Linked DNA regions of Sus scrofa: region 2 is linked to region 1. A link is a contact called in public promoter capture Hi-C data. All regions are on one chromosome and are shown on one strand. The core of a region is the stretch at or near the end of the contact, and the rest is flanking DNA. Distances in the headings are between cores, read along the strand shown.

Region 1 (6,449 bases), core at 2,512-5,011:
GGAGGAGAGCAAGAGCCACAGACAGGAAAATGGCTAGCAAGCTCTAGGCGAGAGCTGCGGATGGCCAAGGCTAAGATGGTGGCAGGAGAAATGAAGAGCAATGACCTCTTCATGACCCGTGGGCTCATAATGGGATAGATATGAACTGGAAATATCCAGCTAACCAGTAGTTATGAGACTGAAGCTTATTCAAGTTTTTCGATAAATTTTTATGGAGAAGCTACAACATGCTGCGTGGGCCCTGTGATAAATGCTGGTGATACAGTTCTATGCATTCAGGCCATGTACCTATTTCATGAAAATTAGAATCTAAGGGTGGGGGATGGGAGATGAATAATAATGATTAACATGTAAGCATAAATAGCCATCGTTGTGGCTCAGCAGGTTAAGAACCCAACTGGTTTCCATGAAGTTGTGGGTTTGATCCCGGGGACAGGGCCAATGGGTTAAGGATCCAGCACTGCTGCAAGCTGCAGTGTGAGTCATGGATGCAGCTTGGATCTGGTGTTGCTATGGCTGTGGCACAGGCCGTGGCCTACAGCTATATGATTCAGCCCCTAGCCTGGAACTTTCATATGCCATGGGTGTTGCCCTAAAAAGAAAAAAATATATATATAAGCATAAATATATCAGACATAGAGAAGCAGAGTATGAGGATGTAGTAAGAAAGTGACCAGGCAATTTTAAATGGGATCCTCAAGAAATGCCACTGGGAGGAGTTGCCGTCTTGGCTCAGTGGTAACAAACCTGACTAGTATTCATGAGGACGCAGGTTTGATCCCTGGCCTCTCTCTGTGGGTCAAGGATCTGGTGTTGCTGGGAGCTGTCACGTAGGTCAGAGGCAGCTTGATCTCGTGTTGCTGTGGCTGCGGCATAGGCGGGCAGCTGCAGCTCCAATTCGACCCCTAGCCTGGGAACTTCCATATGCTGTGGGTGTGGCCCTAAAAAGACAAAAGAAAAAAAAAAAGAAAAAAAGAAAAAGAAATGCCACTGAATGATATCTAAAATGAATTTAAACAGAGCTGATATAGGATATAATGTGATCCTAGCAAGAACATTCTAGACATTCCAGACCGATAGAATGTTTCTGCAAAGGCCCTTTTGCAAAATGCAAGTTTACTGTTGTTTAAGGAACCAGATATATTAGTAAGGTTTTATAAAGAATTTAGATTTTAAGTACTACGGGAAATCACTGGCAAGTTAAAGTAAAGCAATGGCATAATCTGATAATTTTTTTTTCTTCTGTATAAACTCATTTTATAAGTTTTTAAAAATTTTTTTAAACTTTAATTAAGGTATAGTTGATTTACAATGTTCCTTCAATTTCTGCTGTATAGCAAAGTGACCCAGTCATATATATAAAAATTCTTTTTTTCCCTCATACTATCCTACATCATGTTCTAACCCAAAAGAGTGGACATGGGGCCCTGTGCTGTACAGCAGGACCCCATTGCTTATCCATTCTAAATGTAATAGTTTGCCTCTACCAACCCCAAACTCCTGGTCCATCCTACTCCCTCCCATCTATGTTTAAAAGGTTCTCTCAAGTTAGAGACTTGGCAGTGTAGATGGGTAGTTAAAAGATAGGGTTCAGGAATCAGACTTGAGAGTAAATGCTGCCACTAATTAGCTGTGTGACCTATAGAAAATAAATTCATCCCTTCAAGTATCAGTTTCTGTATATATAAAATGAGGAAATGAATACTCCCTACCTTCCATAATTAAATGAAATGAAACAATGTGTGTGAAGTTCTTAGCATGGTACCAGGTCGGCAGTGAATGCTCAATAATGCTGAATGTTACCATGACCACTCCATAATCTAGGGTGAAGATGCCTATTTGGGGGTCATGAGCAAGTGCACAGCTACCAGAGCCAAGGAAGAATGAGAACACTTAGGGAGAATGCAGAAGGAAGACCCAGAGGTGTCTAAGTGTTAAGGGGAAATCTGCCTATGAAAAATCATTTCCATTTATTATTCATGAAATAGATAATCCATAGATTTGGCCTTGATAGTATTTCCATTATGCTCAATCATTTTGAATATAGGAGTTCCTGTCGTGCCGCAGCAGAAACAAATCCGACTAGGAACCATGAGGTGGTGGGTTCGATCCCTGGGCTTCGCTCAGTGGGTTAAGGATCGAGCGTTACCGTGAGCTGTGGCGTAGGTCATGGACTTGGCTCGGACCTGGTGTTGCTGTTGCTGTGGCCGTGGCGTAGCTCGGCAGCAACAGCTCCAATTAGACCCCTAGCCTGGGAACCTCCATATGCCGCATGTGCGGCCCTCAAAAGACAAAAAAAAAAAAATAATCCTGGAATATAATATACATATACATACATTCTACGTACTAGTGCTACTAGAACACTAAGGGAATTTGAACCTATAGTGTTGGCAAAGTCTAGGAAACACTTTAATGAAGACTTGGCAAAATAAGCCATACTTTTACAACAGATTCCATCATCTGTGATTTGTCTTGCATTTTCTTACAGTTAAAAATTGGTAATTGGATTCTGAAATGCTGTGAGGTCCTTATCACTAGAACATTTATTTAGCAATCATTTATGAGTGTCTGTTATGTACCAGGCACTCTAACTGCTAATATATACAATTAAATAGGAGCTGTTCACACTGACCATCAAAATAAGAACAAACTTTCCAGAATCCAACACCTTCCTTTTGCAAAGAATACATTAGTGACAAAAATAATACCTGCTTTAGTCTCATTCATTATTGCACTGACAAGTGTTCTATTATGTTAGGCATACATGGGCCAAGACCGTTAATTATTTTGGAGGTAATTCTCAAAGATAAGGTAGTCATTTTAAACTGGTTTTAAAAGTTCTGCCTTTACAAAAAAATCAACCCCCCTCTTTCGTCCAAGACTGTTTCCTATTTTATGGCTAATCATCTCTTCTCCATTTGTAGAGGGCCTCCTAAGAGTTCATGCCTAAGTCTAGCTCACATGGCCTATGACTTTTTATCTGGTCCTTAAGGATCCGTTTTCATCTATCACCCTAGACCTTACCTGATTACCTAGCACGGCGGTGGCACAAGCTGTGGACACCTCCTTGGGTCCAAACCACACAGAGGCGATGTGGGAGGGCAAGCCGAGGATGAACACCTGGGCCACGGAGCACAGGCACTGGCCCATCATGGTGACCCAGAAGAGATGCTGCTGCACGCTGCCGCACTTGATCCAGGCGCCCAGGGCGTTGAGGCCGGCGCCCAGCAGGGCGGTGAGCCGCAGGCCTCTGGTATCCAGCAGCCAGGTGGCGGGGAAGATGAGGGGCACGTAGGCCAGCATGTACACCATGGACAGCCAGTCGATGTGCAGCGAAGGGACGTTGTAGAAGCCCTCGAAGACATTGCTGATGATGCTGTATTGGATCCACTGAAAGGCATTCACCAGCGAGTACAGACTGAAAACCAGAAGTATCACAAAGCGCCGCGGGGAGAGCGCCGTCCGGGGCACCAGGGTGTTCTCGGCCCCCGGGTTCTCTTCGCTGGGGCCCTTGGGCAGCAGCCAGGCCTGGGTCTCTTCCTCAGGGGCCAGTGGAGTCTTCGGCCTGTCCAGGGCTCTCGAGACGGCTTTGGGGCTGTCCCGAGACACTCCATTCAGGGCCAGGCAGCCAGTTTTGGGCTCGTTCTGCGTCTCCGCGCTCATTTCTCCCGCGGGCGCGTCGCCCGGGACGGGGAGGTATCCATTCGAGGGCGGATGCCCGTTCGCCACCGCTGCCTCCTCTTCATCGTCCGGCCGCGCCATGTCCCTGGTGCCCCCTCTCTCCTCCCAGCCCAGCACCCCCGGCCCAAGACCCGAGGTCCTCCCTGCACCCCAACTCCTACCCCTCAGCCCACCGCTCCTGCGACCCTTTCTCCCGGCGAGTGAGCCCGGGTGTGAGCACAGAGTCGCAATCCGCACTGCTTGAGTCCGCAGGAGTCGTCGTCCCCACGCGCAGTACAGCGGGCATCCACCCGGCACCAGGCGGGGCCTGGAGAGCTTAGCGTCACTGCGCGGTGACGGCCGGCCCGCCAATCAGCGGGCGCCGTCACCCGTGGGAGCCAATCCGGGAGCTTCTGGAGGGGCGGGGCGGGAGCCAGTTTGCCGGGAGGCGGAGGAGGAAGGCCACGCAGGAGGTCGAGGTTGGGCGTTCTCCTGAAAAGATGACCTGGGCAAAAGTCCTCCGACTGGGGCCGGGCGGGCAGGAGGCAGCCCTTAGATTGGGCAACTCGGGACTGGAAACGAGGGGGTGGGAGAAACCGTGGGGAGACAAAGAAGCAGACGCCTGCCTCTCCACCTGGAGGGGCTCCGGTAGGGCCAGGTCGAACAATAGCAGAGGGTAAATTTGGCCTGTTGACCCAGTACAGCTGCCTATCAACATTGTACCCTGCCTTTGGAGCAGACAGGACGTCGTTTCAAAAACTCGTGCCATCTCCGCAGAGGAAAAACACCAGAAAGGCGTGCTGATCCAAATAAAAAGATGTAAATCACAGAAATCTGCCCTCGTGAAGTTGCAATCTCCCCACCCTCACCCCGCTGACTGAGGCCAGTGAGACAGGTTGTGCCAGCGCAGGCCCTGTTGCTCAACCGTCTCCCTTGCAGCCACACTTGTAGATAGTATTTACTGGAAACGTATTCAGTGGGTTCCAGGCACGGAACTTGCTTTGAAACGTAGGTGCCAGACACTGTCTTGGACTCCGGAGAATAAAAATAGAGACGTAGACCCTGCTCTGAAGAGCACATACCCTTGTGAGTCTTCGTGGACTAGAAAAAAAGCCAGCCCTGCTACTTCTTGGGAAACTAAATTTAAAGAAAAAAAAAAAAAAAAAAAAGACTCCAAATATTCATGATTGAAGTGAAATTGAAACTAAGAATATCTCAGTGGATTTAATCTTTAAAAGTGCTTCTATCTAGAATCCTAAAACCAGGTACCCCCCTTTTTTTTAATTGCCTCTTAACGTAATTATTTTGGTAGTGTATAAAAATATATCACATACAGTAGAGATGAAATGCTACATAATCCTAAACCTTAAGGAACATGTGCATTTTAATGTCCTCCTTGATCATCCTATATAAATTGTACATCCCACCTCCAATCCCCTTCCCTGCTTTATTTTTCCTCTGAATGCTTAGCACTCTCTAAAATGTCCTATGTGTTACTTATTTTCTCCTTCCCCACTAAAATGGTAAGTTCCATGAAGACAGGGCTGAATGTTTTGTTGCTTTGCTGCTGTTGCTCTGAGAAACTGAAACAGTACCTAGCAGTAGGTGTTCAATAAATATTTACTGAATGATGCAATTAACAAGCATTGAATATTTTAAATAATTACCTGGGATTTGTAGTTAAGTTTATTTTATGGATGTCTGAAAAATGAACAAATTGCATTTCTTAATATTCAGCACAACTTACTATTCAATATTCTGAGGCATTTTTTACTTTATTAATTTTTATTTTTTTATAATAGAACATTATTTATTTAGTCTTTTTTGCCTTTTCTAGGGCTGCTCCCGCGGCATATGGAGGTTCCCAGGCTAGGGGTCTAATCGGAGCTGTAGCCACCAGCCTACGCCAGAGCCACGGCAACATAGGATCCGAGCTGCGTCTGCGACCTACATTACACCCACTGAGCAAGGCCAGGGGTCAAACCTGCAACCTCATGGTTCCTGGTCGGATTCGTTAACCACTGCTCCACAACGGGAACTCCCTGAGGCAATTTTTAAATACCTTCATGTAACATGAAATCTTCTACAAAAAAGAAAAAAAAAAAAAAAGCTGTTTAGAAAGGGTATCCAATGGGTAGAATTTTATTTTAGGGTTTTTTTTTAGGTATAACTGACCCACAACACTGTTAGTTCTAAGTGCACACATGGTGATTTGGTATTTCTGTAGTACATTTCAAAATGATCACCACTAACGGGTAGCATGTTAAACGGGCCTTTCTTTATTTGCCTCAGTACTACCTCCAATCCACATGTTCACAGTAAACTTTCAGGTATGTGCAAATTTGTCACCCTCTTCCTGAAACCAATAAACTGACAAATTATATTCAGCCCCATTTTCCCATTATCCAGTGGAGATGTCTTCTGCAGATTGTCTTTTTGCACATAGGCAGCTTCCTGAATGTACCTCCTGCAGGGAGGTCATTCTGATTGTTTAGGCTCCCTCTGTTCAAAGATAATTTTTCTTCTCTAGGTCCTCAGCAAGGTCTGGGGCTGGGAGTCCTCTGAATGTCCTGGATCCCAGTTAGCATCTCCTTTCCCTCTGTGCTTTGACCAGCTGGTGCCTATCTTACTCTTGCCCACCTTGTCATGTGCCTTCCCTACACCAACAAAGCTCTGTATCTGACCCTGTTACTGTCACCATGGAACATACCACCAAGAGGATCTAGGATAGTGGAGAAAAGTATCAGGTCTAGAGCCAGCCTCCCTGGGGCTGAATTCCACCTTCAGTA
Region 2 (6,449 bases), core at 2,561-5,060, 700 kb after region 1:
ATTGAAATTAGTAATCCATAGTTTCTTCTTAAAGTTTTATTGAAGTATAGTTGATTTACAATGTTGTGATGATATCCGCTGTTCAACAAAGTGATTTAGTTATACATGTACACACATCCATTCTCTTTCAGTCTTTTCCCACATAGATGATCACAGACTATTGTGCAGAGTTTTGTGCTATATAGCAGTTCCCGTTGGTCAATCATTCCATAGATCTCAGTATGGATGGTAATCCTTATTGTTCTGATCAATTACATCTTACTGTGGGTGAAAAAGTTGCTTGTCATAAGAGTAAACAAAGGATGTTGCCGCCAGCTAGCCTGCAGCCTCTACAGCCACCCCCATGTACCCTGAGGGAATTCAAGATGCTGAAAAGGAGGATAGATAGGTAAGGTGCATACCAAAGGGATGGTTACAATGAGCCCAGACTCTTGCCTCTTCCTTTACAGAGAAAACTACTAAATGTATTCTTTTGAGATGTCTGGTTTTCCTTAGTTAACAGTAATCGTTTGCTGTTTCAACCACCTGGTTTTTGTTGTAAAACTCCTATATATTCTGACTTCTGCCTCACCTCTATGGAGCAGTCCTGCAGAGCTGAAAGGCTATCTTTTGGGCTAAGCCTTAAGTTTTGTTTACCAAATAAAACATAATTCTCAGCCTTTAGGTTATGCATCTTTTTCCCAGTAGATACTACTAATAATTGTAATGATACAGTAACTCAAGTTTTAACACCTACAGCCTTATGATCTCAGAGAACATCAATTTAAATACACTTTTTTTACACAGAGAGAAGATAGGATGATCAATAAAATGACTTTTCAAGCTTAAAATAAAATTATATTAGGATAAATCCTATGAGAGAAATAAAATGGAAATAAAATCAAGGGGCAAAAACAATTATTAGAATATCTAACAGTTAAAGAGTTTTGTTCATATTTTTAAAAATGATTATCAAATCACTATAGTATTTATAGCCTCTTAGATAAATCTTAAAGACCGACGGAGCTTTTTTTTTTTTTAAAAAAGGTCAACATTCAAAATATGGCCGGAAATTGTATCCTTTGCATCTGTTTAAATTTATGATAAAAACTTTTAGATACCAATTTAAAAGTACACAGAAGAGTTACCAGTTTCTAAAAGGAAGATCATTGGCAGCAATGTGGAAAGTAAACTGGAAAGAGAAACTTAAGAGGCCATTTGGGAGACTTCTTATAGCTCAGACAAGACGGTATAAGGATGCATCCTAAGGAAATACCGTAGGACAGATCCAAGATATGATGAAGAGGTAAAATCAGTGGGGATGCAGAGGATGAAAGATTCAACAGATTTTAAAGGGAAATTCTCTGAATGTGAGTAATTTCTTGAGGAAAATAGAGGAATTTTGATTGACTCTCAGGTCAGATTAAAATAATAAGACCATTCCTAAAAGTAGGTAATATAACAGGTTTGGGGAAAAAGTGACCCCCCAGTTTTTGAATATTTGAGTTTGAGATGTTTATGAGACTGACCAACAGGATGAAGTTACTCCTACTACTCTTACAGGAATGGATGTAAAGTATAGGGAATGGGAGGCTGTAGATAGCAGTGCAAGAAACCTCAATTACAGCTATGATCACTCATAAGAGTATAGGTAGAAAGCAAAGGGGCCTAGGATGGAACAACCTCCTGGAAGAGTACAGAAGAATCTCCTATTAAGCCCAGTGCATGATATATCACAATGAGTGAATCTCAGTGCCTAACACAATGCAATGAATGAGTGTTTTGAGGCTCAGGATGGGCTCACCCAAAACATGTCACCATGGCATATTGATTATTTTGAAATGAAGTTGCTTGAGAAGCGGCTGATGCGAAACCCTGACCCTTCTGTCTCCCTGAAAAGGAAGAAACAAATCGCTCATACGAAAGGTGTACTCCTTGCAACTGGAGGTAGAAGGACATCCTTATGTCAGAGACAGGGGATTCAGAGCTGAGAAGCCTGTATAAACAAACTTCGTTACTTCTTTTAATTTACTACCTCAAGCCCAAACTCTGAATCTTCACTTATTAAGCACCAAAAACCTAAGTTTCTTTGTCCTGTCAATTCCTTACACATTTACTGGGTTTTTTTTTTTTTTTTTTTTTTTTTTTTTTCTGGTCTGAAAAGTATAAATGCTGCCTGCTTTGGCCACTTCTCAGGTCCCATTTTTATGAAACCTCCATGCATATGCATTAAAATTTGCTTCTTTTTCCATGGTTAATCTGCTTTGTGTCAATTTTATTATTCGTTCAGCTACAAGAACTCAAGAGAGGTTGAGGGGAAAATTTCCCACTCCCCAGTAAATATCTGTGAATCAGAGAGAAAGGGGAAAAGTAGACAGAATGTAGAATCAGGAGAAAATATGTTACAAAATAAAGGCTAAATATAAATAGCTTGCTCCAAGTCAAGCAGATAAGTAAGGACTGGAGGTGGAACTAAATCTCAAAGTTTAAAGACAGAGCTCTAACTACCGTGCTGTAGTGACACTCACGACACAGTATAGAAAAGTTACTTAAGCAAGGCTGCAGGAGAGAAAGGCATTTAGAGTATAATTAAAAAGTCTAAAAGGCAGGAAGTTGAGGAGCTACTCCCCAGCCTCCTTCTCAATATCCTTTTCCTAGACCTATGCCTTAAATATAAAAAGTTCCCTTCTCAGATTGTTTTCTTCTTGTTTTCCACATGATTTCAAGGGGGAAGGAAGACCTAGTTTATCTTTAAATGAATGAGATTTCATTTGTATCCATGCTTAGTCTGTCTGGGTAGTAACTCCCTTATCAGAAACTAAGAAGAAAGTTTCAGGTTGATGATACCAAACTTAAACTCAAAATTCTCATTGCCAATGTTTTAACCTAAGGGACTTAAAGAACTGGAGAGAACAAGATAGATATCTAGATACTAATACGGCAACAGTTCCAAGTTACACCGTTAAAGTGAAAAACGAGACAAAACATTTTTACCCCATTTCTGTAAATAACAATTATTACCTCTGACATTGAAAAACATCTGGATTAAGATATTTCAATCTATTCATAGCCGTCATTTCTGGGACATACGCTCATAAGCATTTTTCGCTCTGCAATTACGGATTTTTGTGCCCATGTGTTAATCGGGAGGAAAAAAATTTGACCATGCTAAAAGCAGATGTGCTATCTTCTCTGCTTGACGGAGTTCCCTAACAGCGGGTCATTTTCACTGGTGTACACAGCAAATAGTCGGGCTCACTAAGGTTCTACCACAAATGAATGAATTCACCAATGAATATGAGTCCGGACGGCCTCGCGTAGCTGCTGCGAGAACCACACCTACTCAGATGCACGCATTTTCCACTTAATGAGCAAAATGGACACAGGCCGTAATGGAGGCCAGTGAACTCAACGTCCCTCCCTCCGTCAGGCCACAGTCCTGACCGAAAAAGTCCCGATTACGACGGAACGTGTCTCGAGGGCCCGCAAGTGCAGCTTTCCTCGGTACTCCTCGCCTCCGCGAACTCGCTCGGCTGCGGGAGAACCCGGCGGCTGGGAAACGGCATCGGCGTGGGCACTGGTCTGAGGTGCTGTTACGGGGGAGGTGGATCCGCCGGCCAAAGGCAGCGGTTAGGGCCGTTACTCACCACTCCTTGGGACGCCAAATTGGGGCTGGCGGAGCACCGAACTGAAGAGCATCTGGGCCGGAGGGAAAGGCTCAAGTGAAGGAAAAGCCGCGGAAAAGCCCCCCGATGCAGCAGAAACCGTCTCTTGCGCCCTTCAGAACACGACGAGTTATTGCCTCCAACTCCCGCCACTGTAAGCCCCGGCCACCAAACTCCCCGCCAAACTGACGTCACGCCCTCTGATTGGCTCCCGCCGCGGCGTCCGGGCGCGTCCGAGTCACTTCCCCCTTCGAATCTCCGCCTCCTTTTCTCCCAGCCGCGGGAACCTAGAGTTCCAGAGCTCCCTGAGCGCCTGCGCGGGGGGCCGCAGAGGCGCCGGCGAACGGCGGGGAGGCCTGGGCGCATGCGTAACTCGGCTCGGCAGAGCGCGGAGGAAAAATCCGCGAGAAGGTGGTGGAAGAAGATGGCGGGGCTGAGGCAGAGTTTGCAATCTTTCTGAATAGGCTAGTCGAGTAACTATTCGGATCATGGCGTCAAACTCAACGAAGTCTTTTCTGGCAGATGCTGGCTATGGCGAACAGGAGCTGGATGCTAACTCTGCCCTTATGGAATTAGACAAAGGTATGCGAAAGAGCGGGCGAAGCGGGTGGAACGGGTGTGGGGGGAACTGGCGCCACCAGGCGGTGGTAGCCTAGGAAGAGGCTGGGAAGGCGCATGCGCACATCTTCCCTGGGCGGGGCAGGCGCGGGTGCTTGTGCTTTTGGTAAGGCATTTGCAGCTTGGGGAGGTTGTTCCTGAAAATTGCAGCGTTGCCGGATGGGCCTCACACACGCTGAAAAAGTAGAAAACTCCAGTGATGGGCCCGTCTTGACCGCTTGAGGGCACAGTCCCCCGATTTTCCGAGCAGTTTCTAAAAATGCTACATTGAAATTGAGAAATTAGTTTTCATTATAGTCGATTGAGACCAGGTCTTCACCAAAAGAGTGCTGAATAATAACCTTGGACCGATTTTATTGCGATTCACTTGATTTCTGTAACTGTTACCTGCCAGTTACTACGCAGGTTAAATAGGGACAAGTCCATCCGAAAAGCACAGCCCTTGCTCATTCTGTGCAGACAGATTCCACGAGTTCTATTTCCTTACGGGCGTGGGAGGGATGGTGGGTGGTGGAGTCGGCTGGGCAAGGGTGAAGTGGGGGTTGGGAGCTTGGTGTAGTAGAAGGAGCTTTAGGTAGACGGAGTTGAATTTTAATTCCGCTGATTTTATGATGACGGACAGGTGACCTAACTTCACCTAACCTTGGTTTTTTTCTCTGCAAAGTGGGTAAAGTACCATTGAGCTGGCAAGATTGTTGTCAATATTAAGTGATTTAATGATGTGCAAGAGAAGTCTTTATTAAATGCAGAAAAAAAATTGCCTTACCCATACATATGGGAGGCAGGGGGAGATCTTTGTCAGTAAAAAACTCAAGTATTAAAATGAAACTTTTGTTCAGTGTACTTAAATGCTTTTTATTGAATGGGGGAAACATCTGGCATACATTAATTTTTGTGTGTAAAAAACAAGAATTGGACTAGCAGAACGCTCTTCCTTTAAGTCCAATCGGAGTCACTTCCCAGCTCTCTGACTTGGTCACTACATTGACTTTAGGGGGGGTACTCTTTTTGTTTATTTGTTTTGTTTGGTTTTGACCTGTAAACATTTAAAGTGGGTTGGTCTGAATAAGTGTTTTAAACTTTAAAAAAAGCTTTTAACTCCTTTTGATCAACATAAAACAGTTACAGCGCTCCATTGAGATTTTCATTTGGTTGAGTCACAGTATCTTCAGTACCTCTCCACCAGCCAAGAAAATGTTGAGCTTTGCTTTCACTTACCTGTATGATAGGGCTTTTTACCTCTGAATTACAAAACCATAGCATTACATAATCTTTCCCTCCCCATTCTGACAATTCCTTCCTTAGTCCCCAGTGAGAGTTGCCAGTCTGGATATCTAATGATCCTACTGATTTTAAAGACATTGCCTACCACTCTAGTCCAGGTGGGCTCATCCCGTAACGAGAGTAGAACAGTGGTGTAGAGCAGAATCGAGATGGGGCGCTGAAGAAGGGAGAAATCTGGAATCGTTTAATTCCTAAAAACTTGCAGTTGTGGTAAAAAATAAATGAAACACAATTTTTCCTTCTTATAAGTAGAAATAGAACTATTTCCTATCTGTAAGAAATTTATAGGTAACTATTGCTTGTTTAACTCAGGTGTAAACCAGGTATTAGTGGACAAAACAGCTTTAAGAAGCTCACACTCTTAACAGAAGAAGGCAGACAGGACTAGATCAAATATGACCTTATTCGGACAAGAAGTTAGGATTTTATGCCAAGTGCATTGGGAAAACATTGAAACTTTTTATGCAGGACTGACTTACATTTTTGAAGATCACTTTAGCTCCTATGTAGAGATCTTTCTGCCTTCCCTTTTTTAAAGTTTTAAGCTAATAACCATGCTGCCCAAGCTGTGAAGATGGCATATATAAACAGAGTCGTGTCATAATCAAGCACAGCTTACATATATTTGACATTTCATAATACACACAATCATTTCTATAATATAGGCATTACAGAGGACTCTCAGGTACATTAGTGTAACATTTTCACTAATGTAACTTCTACCTTGTCAGTCTAAAGATTTTTAAGTCAGCTGATGGGAAGTTGTCCCAATGATTTAGGAAAACTTAGCTAGGTGTCTGGGTGAAAAGGAGAGTCTCCCTTAAGTGACACCACTCAGCCTTTTGGCCTTGGGAAGGATGAGATCAAAGAGCCAAGAGGAAGAGAGTGGTTCCCTTTCTTGCA

The links. Promoter capture Hi-C pulls out the DNA fragments that hold promoters and counts their contacts.
Region 2: a contact with region 1 is called in a promoter capture Hi-C map of liver, with 3 times the contacts expected there. The contact joins the promoter of DTL here to the promoter of FLVCR1 in region 1. A contact is called at or near these places in 2 of 5 promoter capture datasets (fetal liver and liver) and 2 of 2 datasets of contacts at active chromatin or transcription factors (alveolar macrophages and skeletal muscle).

What each region holds. Positions count from the first base shown.
Region 1 is chr9:130,566,725-130,573,173 of Sscrofa11.1, forward strand. FLVCR1 (feline leukemia virus subgroup C cellular receptor 1) reads right to left here and starts at 3,762. Exons shown (of 10, transcript NM_001142846.1): 1 at 3,025-3,762. The coding sequence starts at 3,762.
Region 2 is chr9:131,271,616-131,278,064 of Sscrofa11.1, forward strand. DTL (denticleless protein homolog) reads right to left here and starts at 3,811. Exons shown (of 16, transcript XM_013979970.2): 1 at 3,627-3,811. The coding sequence starts at 3,678. It overlaps INTS7 (integrator complex subunit 7), which reads left to right and starts at 4,014. Exons shown (of 21, transcript XR_002336047.1): 1 at 4,014-4,226.